Linked DNA regions of Sus scrofa: region 1 is linked to region 2. Evidence: chromatin contacts called from public HiChIP or PLAC-seq data. All regions are on one chromosome and are shown on one strand. The core of a region is the stretch at or near the end of the contact, and the rest is flanking DNA. Distances in the headings are between cores, read along the strand shown.

Region 1 (4,781 bases), core at 590-3,089, 440 kb before region 2:
GGCTGGTCCAGGTGGGGGCGAGTGTGTGAGCGGCTGGGGCCCATCAAGTCTGATATCAGCAACTGACGTCCTTACTCTGCCCCCAGAAATGGAGAACGTGGGCAGCTCCCACATCCAGCTGGCCCTGGCCCTGCGCGAGGAGCTGCGGAGCCTGGAGGAGTTCCGAGAGAGGCAGAAGGAGCAGAGGAAGAAGGTGAGGCAGTGGAAGTGGTGGGGGAGGGGCTCTCCTCCTGGAAGGTGGGGAGACTGCACTCCAGGCTTGGAACAGGGCCCAGCTCTCAGGCCTGAAAGCCCGACCGTAGGTCTTCCCACTGAGCTATCTTCTACCAAGAAGAGGGAAAGACATTAACATTTTTTTCTGAAAAATTTTTATTGACGTATAGTTGATTTACACAATGTTGTGTTAATTTCTGCTGTGCAGCAAAGTGATTCATTTGTACACACGTAGATATTCTTTTCACATTCTTTTCCATGATGGTTATCACACGATATTGAATACCATTCCCTGTGCTCTACAGTAGGTCCTTGTTGTGATCCATTCTCTGTGTAATGGTTTGCATCTGCTAACCCCGAACTCCCAGTCCTTCCCTCCCTCTTGGCAACCACAAGACTGTTCTCTATATCTGTGAGCCTGTTTTTGTTGTGTAGATATATTGACTTGCGTTGGATTTTAGATTCCACATATAAGGGATACCACATGACATTTGTCTTTCTCTGACTTCTTTCACTTACTATGAGAATCTCTAGTTGCATCCATGTTGCTGCAAGTGGCATTATTTCATTCTTTTTTTTATGGCTGATAGTATTGCATTGCATAGTCATTGGTCATTTTGATTATCCTACTTCCACTAGGCTGTAGAGGGTCCCTGACAGCTTGGGGGTATCCAAAGGAGGGGAGTCACCAGAAACTGGTCCTGAGCTGAAGGATCAGGGTTGTTTATCCGGGAGAAAGGAGGACTTGGGCGAGTCAGTCACGGCGGCCATTCTGCAGGGCTGCCTGAGGCTGAAGGGAACAGAGCTTGCAAGTGGTGGGGGTGCTGAGTTTACCTTAGCATCCAAAAGTGCTTTTCACTCATCTGTAGGGTGTGGCTGTCCCTAGATAGAGGGACCGCATGGAAAGGAAGTGGGAGGGATGCAGCAGAGGTTGGATGGGAGGTGGGCTTGGTGACCTCTGTGTCCCAGGGCCCCCTCCCAAACCTGAGACTCTGACTGGTGGAGCTCGTGGCCCTCTGGGAAGGCAGATGGGCCTCAGTGATGAGGGTGGTGCCTTGGACGGGGGCGGGGAGGCCAGCACACAGATGTACTTCTTGCTTGGAGAGGAAGGATCATTGTAAACTGTCCAAGGAACTGGAATGGAAGAATCCATTCAACGGAGCTGGGAAGGGGAAGAAGGAGATAGTTCATGGCTGGGACTGAGTATCCCGGCCAAGCCACTTCCCCTGTCTGTGCCTCCGTTTCCCTCTTGCAGGATGGGACACTTATGTCCACCTCCCAAGTGTTGGGGACCCAGACCAGAACCAGCCCCCCTCAGTCTTCACAGGCAAGGTGCCAGCTCCAATTAGAGGCTCTTACCACAGAAATTCAGTGTGGCTGCACCCCCTGTCTGCCTATCTAGCTAGTTGGGGTTTCAGCCTTTCAGGATTCTAAATCTGGGTTCCTGAGCAGACTGTGGGTCCCCAAAGCCAGCCACAGAAACTGGCCTGGCCTTGAGGTGCAGGAGCAGAGGCCCTCTCTGGGCTGAAACTTGCCTGGGAAACATCTGCTGTGACCATGAGGCCCCAGGATGGCTATTTTGAGCTTTCCTGTGGCCAGTGAGACTGTGATGTCTACAAATAGCTGTTTTGGACAGTGACACCTTCCGCAGAGTGGCCAGGTCCTCCACAAGCAGAGGAGAGCTATGATGCAGTGTGTGGGGAAGACTGCCTGCATGTGTGTGCACACATGTGCATGTATGGACATGTGTGTGTGCCCAGGAGAACATGGGTGTGTGTGTGTGTGTGCACACCTGTGAACACATGCATGTGTCTTGGTGTGTGTGTGTTGGACCAGGTGGCTTCCTGAGGCCTTGTCGCTGACACAGGCCCCACTGTGACCCCAGGCACAACTTGGCTATAGCCCTGACATGAGGGGTGTCTCATTCCCTCATTTCCAGTCCCTGCCAGGCACATCCTCCATCTGAACGAGGAGCACGGGAGGCAAGGTGGGGGTGCAGAGGCCCCGTGTGCCTGCGTGTGTGGCCATGACTAAATTTGGAGTGTGTGTTCACCTGTGTGCAGAGGCTCATGGCAGGGGGGGTGGCACTTGGGAGAGGTGTGTGAAGGCCTTGTGTGTGCAAGTATGAGCAGTAGGAACCTTTTAGCGTGTACTTCTGCGCATGGGTGGAACTCTGTGCGCATGTGTACACGGAGCATGATGGCTGTATGCGGGTACAGGGGCGCATGCGTGCGTGCAGGCTGGGTGTCCCCAGCTAGAGATGAAGTCTGGACAGGTCAGTAGCGAGAGGCTACGATGGCACATCCGTGCCTCGGGCTCCCCGCTTTCTGCTCTGAGTGCTGGTTGTGAAAGAGCAGGTCCTGGGAGAGGGGGGTCTTGGTGCCACCCCCTTCAGAGCCAGTAGGGGATGCTGGGCCTCATCCCAGGGACACCCGTCCTCTTGGCCTAGGGGAGTGTCCCGAGGCCACAGCCCCACGCTCAGAGCTTCGTGTCCCCCGCAGTTCGAAGCTGTCATGGACCGTGTCCAGAAGAGTAAGCTGTCCCTCTACAAGAAGGCCATGGAGGTGAGTGCCAGGGCCTTGGGCCTGGGGGTGGCAGGGCTCAGGGTGTGGATCCCAGGAGCCCTGGGCGGGCACAAGGGACAGGGCTGGCCTCAGGCCTCTGTCCAGCAACAGGCACAGTGGGGCTGTGCTGGGTCCACCTGCCCTTGGGAGCTCCTCCTGATGGGCAGGTAATTGGTCCCGACAGTGGTCCCCTGGGTCATCCATGCTGGAGCTGGGGACTTGGGGGGATGAAAGGAGTGGGGACCTCTGAACTGTCTCCTAGGACAGAGTAAGGAGGAAAAAAATGGCTCTACAGGAGAGGACGGCATGTGCAGAGGCTGCCCCTGTGACAGTGCAGGGCGTTTTCAGGGCCCTGCTGGTAGTTTGATGTGACCACGCCCCTGAAGAGGCCAGGGCCACAGGCAGGGCTACCCTGTCCCCACTGGGAAGGGGCCTGGGCACACGATGCCCTTCTCCATCTCCATTCTGGACCCCCAGTCCCTGTCTGTGGTGAGGAAGCCCCTGTTCCATCCACACCCCTCAGCGGGTAGAAGAGAGGCTGAGCTCAGAAACCTCCCTCTGGGGCCTCTACGTCATGTGTCTGTGTCCCCGCCCCCCAGTCCAAGAAGACGTATGAGCAGAAGTGCCGGGATGCTGACGACGCGGAGCAGATCTTTGAGCGCATTAGTGCCAATGGGCAACAGAAGCAGGTGGAGAAGGTGCGTTGAGCCACTGAAGTCACCTGGTGTCCCTGGGCTGAGACAGGGCGGGAGTCAGGGCAGGGGTGACACAGACCGTTAAGGCAAGGTGTGCATCTGGAACACGCTGGCTGCTCCCCTCTCTCTGAACCTCCATTTCCCCATCTGTGAAATGGGTTTCCTGGAATCTCAGGGTCTAGATGGCGTCAGCTCGATCCACTTTGCCATGTCCAGGCTGCACTCAAGGTCCTTCCTCGGAGCAGGCCCAGAGCTCACAGGGCCATGAGAGCAGATGCTAACCCTCACATGACCCTTGGGAGAGGGGCTCGGTAGGCCCATGTCACAGAGAGGAAATGGGCCCAGAGAAGGCGAGGAAGCAGCAGAGAAAGCACCCCCACCCGGAGTGGCCAGGCCCCAGCCCTTGTCGGCTCTGACCTCTAGGCCAGAACGGGATGTGGGAGCCTCCCGGGCCTGAGAACGCGTTTGCCCTTGTCCCGGACAGGAAAGCCAAGGCCCAGAGAGGGCAGGGGCCTGCGGGCGAGTTGGTGGCAGCGAGTCAGGACCAGAGCCCAAGCCCCAGGCAGTGGGTTCTGCAGTGGTCGTGGGGCCCCAGGTCGTTTCTTGCTCTAAGTCTCAGCATCTAGTTTTCACATCTGAGCTGCAGGTTTCTGGTTTATTCCTTTTTCATCAGAACCACCCTGTGGGCCCGTGGGGAGAGGCTGGAGTTAAACGAGGGAACTTGCCCATATGTGGCTCCTTAGTGTCCCGCTGGGTGGCCGGGGAGGCTGTGACAGGTCCCCTCTGAGATGCCCAGGGAGGCCGGGGACCCGGGGGCTGGGGCCTCAGCGCTGCTTTTCTGCTGTCTCCTCAGAGCCAGAACAAGGCCAAGCAGTGCAAGGACTCCGCCATGGAGGCAGGTACGTGGAAGGGCCCCTCCTCAGCCCAGGGGGTGGGGTGGCCCCACCACACACGCACATCCTTCACCCCAGGGACACTGTCACTTGCTCATCACTCTCACTTCCACATTTATGTGAGTAAAACAAAAACATTCATTTTCTTGCATTTGCCAGGACGGTTCTTGGTGGTTTGCACGTTTGAACTACTCCACACCACAACAGTGATCCCTGTCTTGATCCCCCTTTTTAACAGATGAGGAAACTCTGGTGGCACAGAGAGGTTAAGTAACTTGCTCAAGGTCACAGAGCGAGGAAGTGGTGATAACTGCAAATAGAAGCCCTCGGCTCCAGGGCCCAGGGCCCGGACAGCCACAGTCGAGGGAGATAGGCTCCCTCTCCTCGCACACACCGCTCTCGTACCCACAGGTGTT
Region 2 (5,064 bases), core at 987-3,486:
GGCATTTAATGAGAGAGACAAGGGCTATTGTTGAAAGTGGTAACCTTCACCATCTAATGTGAAAACGAAATAGGCTTGCTTGCTCTGCAAAATGAGGGACCAATTCAGGACTCTCACAATTGTAGATGCTTTGGTACAGGCAAACTTAAATGTTCTGGGAAAGGAGGAGAGGTTTTTGTTTGGTTGGGGTTTTTTTATAATTAGGTAATGATTTTACCTGCAAGTGGCTGACTCCAGGCTGCAGGCCCCGAAGCTTTAGAAGGCAATGGAATAAAAACAGCATTAAGGAATAAACCACCCAGGAGTTCCCTTTGTGGTGCAGCGGAAACGAATCCGACTAGGAACCATGAGGTTGTGGGTTCGATCCCTGGCCTTGCTCAGTGGGTTAGGGATCCAGCATTGCCATGAGCTGTGGTGTAGGTTGCAGGCACGGCTTGGATCTGGCGTTGCTGTGTCCGTGGTGTAGGCCAGCAGTTGTAGCTCTGATTAGACCCCTAGCCTGGGAACCTCCATATGCCGCAGGTGTGGTCCTGAAAAGACAAAAGACAAAAAAAAAAAAAAAAAAAAAAAAGAATAAACCATCCTAAGGAGCTTGATCTCCTTGATTCTGAGGAGGGGAGAGGTGGCTTCCGTCTCTGTGACAGTGGCTGTCTCAGATAAGGGTCATTGCCTGGCCAAAAAAATATTACCAGCATGAAAGAAAATGTTTTTACCCACTGTTCTTTGTTTTTAGGCTCCCAGAAGTCTCTGGCCTAAGGATTTATGTTAAGGTGTATCATCTCCTCCTTTGATGAGAAGGAGGAAGTGCCAGGATGTAAGCCTGACCTTCCTCCCCAAAGCGCAACCCTCAGGGACTGTCAGCTAGACAGAACGCTGCCTCAGGTCCTGGATCTCACTGCACATTCCTGCCCCACTTGCTGCTCTCTGACTTCCTCTTGAAGTCCCAAGAGACAGAGGGCGGCAGGGGCAGGAAGGGAACCAGCAGGGCCTCCAAGGCCGAAACCCTTTCGATGCCTGAGCCCCAGATGATTTGCCTTGGTAGGTCGGCCTTTCTGGGCAAGAAGAGAGGGAACCTCTCAGCTCTTCCCGAATGTCCCTTTCTGCAACAGGGCAGCACAAAACAAGCCAGATCATTGTGTTCTTGGATATAAATATTGATTCTAGGTGGTGTTAACATTCCGTTCATAAAAGAATGTAACATATTTCTCCCACATCATATTAGACAGATGTGTTGTTTGGCCAAGAGAAGTCCAGAGTGCTGGCTTCTGTGGAAAAAATGTGGACATTTAAATGCATGCAGCTTTGGGAAGTCTAGGGAGCAGTCTCAGAGTAGAAGGCAGGCGCTTCCCCAGTGCCAGCTCTGCCCTCCGCCATCCAGTTTCTCCCTTCCCAGCTGCACACTGCGAGTCACACTGGCATTTCTAATCGCTTGTAATTTAGGAAGATGCTTTCTTAGAATTAGGTCTTGTTTCTCAAGAACCTGGAACTATGAGCATGCGCTGTCTTCAGGAGGCACGGAAGGGCAAGGCTTTCATTTTTTGCTTTCTTCCCCTGGGGGAAGATCTGGGGGGTCCGCTCCTCTGTTTTGTTTTTCACCTTCCACGTGGGAGGGAAGGGCAAAGGCTTTGGACCAGAGGTGGTCCTTCCAAGCATTCCACCCAGGCCTGACCAAGCCCCAAAAGACTGAGATTTGCTGGCTGCCTTGGCAAGGCGAATTCCCCACATTCCACAAGCGCTCTTGAGGGGGACATAGCATTAATGAGAAAGTGGAATTCTTGATGCGGATGCTGCTCCCTCGGTGCCAGTACATTTCACACAGACCGATCCTCGTCCAGCATTTCGTAAGAGAGTGGGAGAGCCCATTTCCAGATGTGTGAGCGCCGCGTTGACAGAGGTGCTGTCAGGAGAGCCACTGCCCTCTGCCGTCCTGGCCCGGAAGCGCCACGACGCTGGGGAAGAACCTGGGGCTTCAGAAAAAACTGGCGGCTGTCAAAATCCGCAGCGGACCCACGCCGGGGCGGAGGGGCCTGCAGCTCCTCGTTCTGCAAACATTGAGTCTGCGAGGGGCTGAATTCTAGCTGAGGCTCGCTGGCTCTCTTTATGTTTTGTGGTTGAGAACGAGCCAGAAATGGAGAGGATTTATAATGAAACCCCGGCCTCCGGCATCATCCGCTGGTGGCGTTCTGAGAAGGCGAGGAGAAGTGGGCTGGCTCCGACCCTTGAACCTGGCCAGCAGGCCCAGGCGAGGCAAACAAAGAGGGCAGCTTGCCCAAGAGGAGACCTCCCGCTGGATAGCAGCCCTGAGGCCACTCCCTCGCCTGGAAATGCGGCTCCTAGAGGCCTTGCTGGCTCCAAAGCTTCCAGCGAGGGGAAGTTGTAACTGCTCCCACTCAGGCCTGCTGGCATCTCCAAGGGGCCTCTAGTCCTGGCACCGCGGAGAGCCTGGCTCAGCTTACAAGCTGAGACCCAGCTGCCGCCCCCTCCACCCCACCACCCACCGCCTGCCAAGACTGCGGCTCAGCAGCAGGCCCAGGGTCAGGCTTGCTGCTGAAGTGTGTGTGTGTGTGTGTGTGTGTGTGAGAGAGAGAGAGAGAGAGAGAGAGATGGTGAAAGATAGGGTGGAGATATTCAGGTGGAGGTCAGAGGGAGGTTGGGGAACCAAATTCCTTGGACAACCTTGCAGTTTTGGAAAAAGACACGAAACAATCAGTTTTTGTTTTTTGGAAGGTTTTTTTTTTTTTTTTTTTTTTGTAAATGGATCTCCTCCCTATTGGGAGAAGAAAAACCCAACCCGCCAAACAAACCCCTCACAACAATGCCCTTCTCTCTCTGGGACCAATTTCCAGACTGCACAGCAGTCCTGACAAGGTCAACAAGCTGGAGCTGTAAGCGGAAGATCTTTATCTATGTGGGAAATAGGAAAATCATTTGACTGATAAAAGGAAATACAATAAATAGCATCTAAATTCCTGGCTGCATTCCCCGGGGCCCCTCCTCTGCTGGAGAAAGTGCGGAGGGGCAGGAATACATGTGCTGCTCCAGCATGTTTAAAAATAGCATACAGCACACAGCCCTTTCTTACCTTCCAGAAAGACTTCATTACCGGATCCTCAGCCCTGAGCCTGCAGAGCTGCTGCCGGCGCTTTCTTCTCCCCGAGCTAGATTTTTCTTTTTTGGAAACGTTAAGGCAGTGCGTGTGATACATTTTACTCACGGGCCAGCTCCTGCTCAGCTAGTTTCAATCTGGGCACGTCTCAAGCTCACGTTGAAAGTCCATTGTATTTAATGGGGTGTTAACTCTGTTTATTCTCTGGGACTTGTGCAGTAATTTTACACTCTGCAAAACTAGCAACTTGAACTTGAAGTGGTGTGCCTCTCTCCCCATCCCCACCCTCATGGACCTCAGTCCCCAGGCACCTTTGGCCTTGACTCCCAGGTTTCCTTCAGCCCAGGTGGCTAAATGAGGTCTGGATGGAGCCAAGAAACCTGGGTTCACAGCCACTGCAGCCACTGGTTAGCATGGGTCTCTTCCTCTCTTGGAGACTCAGTTTTCTCATCCGTAACCTGGGGATTTTAATCCACCCTATATACCTTAACAGGCTGTTGAGATGCAGTAATGTCATAGTGGAAAAACATTCAGCTGAGTTCTGTAAAGACCCTCATTCCATTATTCCAAACTAGGCCACTGTCTGTGTCACTTGCAACATCTCCAGACCATCTCTCCATTAAAACCTGGGTGACTTGGGTAACTGCAAAGCTCACTGATAAGACAGTGTCTTTGCTGTGCTGCTGTAGTTTTCTTTCTTTCCTATGTGTGTGTGTGTCTTTTTAAGGCTGCATCTGTGGCATATGGAAGTTCCCAGGCTAGGGGTCAATCAGAGCTGCTGGCCTACACCAGAGCCACAGCAACACGGGATCTGAGCCGCGTCTGCGACCTACACTGCATCTCAGGGCAACACCAGATCCTTAAACCACCGAGCAAACCCAGGAATCGAACCTGCCTCCTTATGGATACTAGTCAGGTTTGTAACCCACTGGACCACAATGGGAAGTCCTACTGTGGTTTTCGAATTCCATGATTCCTTCTAGGTCTATTTGTGAGCACTCTGCTCTCAGGAAACAGCTTTCTCTACTCTCGCTTTTATTTATTCACAGTGCTTGGCCCTAAAAGGTGCTGAATAAAGAAAAGACTAAATGATCCCCTCTAGCTCTGAATCTCTGGGTCTAGATCAAAATAACTGAACCACATGCAGCTTCTAATAAGCTATTAAGTTCTGTGTGAGCTACATCTTGGATTATCCCACCTGATCTAAAAATTGTATTCTTAAGGACCTTCCAGAGTCCCCACTGCTCAGATACCATCTGGACCTTGGCCCTCTCTCTCTCTCTCTCTCTCTCTCTCTCTCTCCAGGAGCCAGGCTTTCCCTTCTGCATGTCAACAGCTCAGATCTGAATCTCCGGGCCCCTCCTCACTGGAGTTCCTGATCTCTATTTCCAGCTCCCTCGGGCCTTCTCCATCTGGCACTCTGCAGAATCTTCAAACTCAATTTGTCCAAAATTAAATAGTCTCCCCAAACCCACATTTTCTCCTGCATCTGCCAGCTCAGTCAAGAACTCCACTGCCCACTCAAGCTAGAGAACCCGTCATTCTCCATGCCTCTCCCTCGCTTTGCCCCACTCCCCTAACCATCCCCCACCATCCCTCATTCACAGAAACCCCTCTCATTCAGCCATGGAACCCCCTCTGCAGTGGCCCTTCTCACCATCCCCAGGCCCAGCATCTGTAAGATACCAGCACTCGGCTTTTTTCTGGGCTCCCACAATAACTCATTGTTTTGTTTTTCTCTTTTAACTAGTCCTATTGTAGCTCTTCACTAGCTTTAGTACCTCTGGACCCCCAACTGTCCCCTCCCCAGTGCCCCTCTTCTGTCGTGCACACCTCTACAAGAGCAACCTTTCTCAAACGCAAGTCTTAAAACTATCAGAGTTCCTGCTGTGCTGCAGAGGGCTAAGACTCCAACTGCAGCGGCTCGGGTGGCTGTGGAGGCTTGGGTTCAATCCCTG

What was found. HiChIP or PLAC-seq counts read pairs in DNA pulled down with a chosen protein or histone mark.
Region 1: a contact with region 2 is called in an H3K27ac HiChIP or PLAC-seq map of skeletal muscle. The contact joins two enhancer-like sites. A contact is called at or near these places in 2 of 47 Hi-C or Micro-C datasets (embryonic fibroblasts and skeletal muscle) and 2 of 2 datasets of contacts at active chromatin or transcription factors (alveolar macrophages and skeletal muscle).

Annotation. Positions count from the first base shown.
Region 1 is chr7:57,135,547-57,140,327 of Sscrofa11.1, forward strand. It overlaps PSTPIP1 (proline-serine-threonine phosphatase interacting protein 1), which reads left to right. Exons shown (of 15, transcript NM_001244186.1): 5 at 87-193; 6 at 2,715-2,777; 7 at 3,377-3,475; 8 at 4,326-4,371. Among named protein-coding and RNA genes, the nearest start is that of PSTPIP1, 35 kb to the left of the region's middle. Within about 2 kb of position 1,840, at least 3 of the 83 cell types and tissues checked have an H3K27ac peak or open chromatin away from gene starts, as enhancers often do. A contact at or near this core is called in skeletal muscle, where this site is marked.
Region 2 is chr7:57,577,050-57,582,113 of Sscrofa11.1, forward strand. No RefSeq gene overlaps it. Among named protein-coding and RNA genes, the nearest start is that of HMG20A, 76 kb to the left of the region's middle. Within about 2 kb of position 2,237, at least 64 of the 83 cell types and tissues checked have an H3K27ac peak or open chromatin away from gene starts, as enhancers often do. A contact at or near this core is called in skeletal muscle, where this site is marked.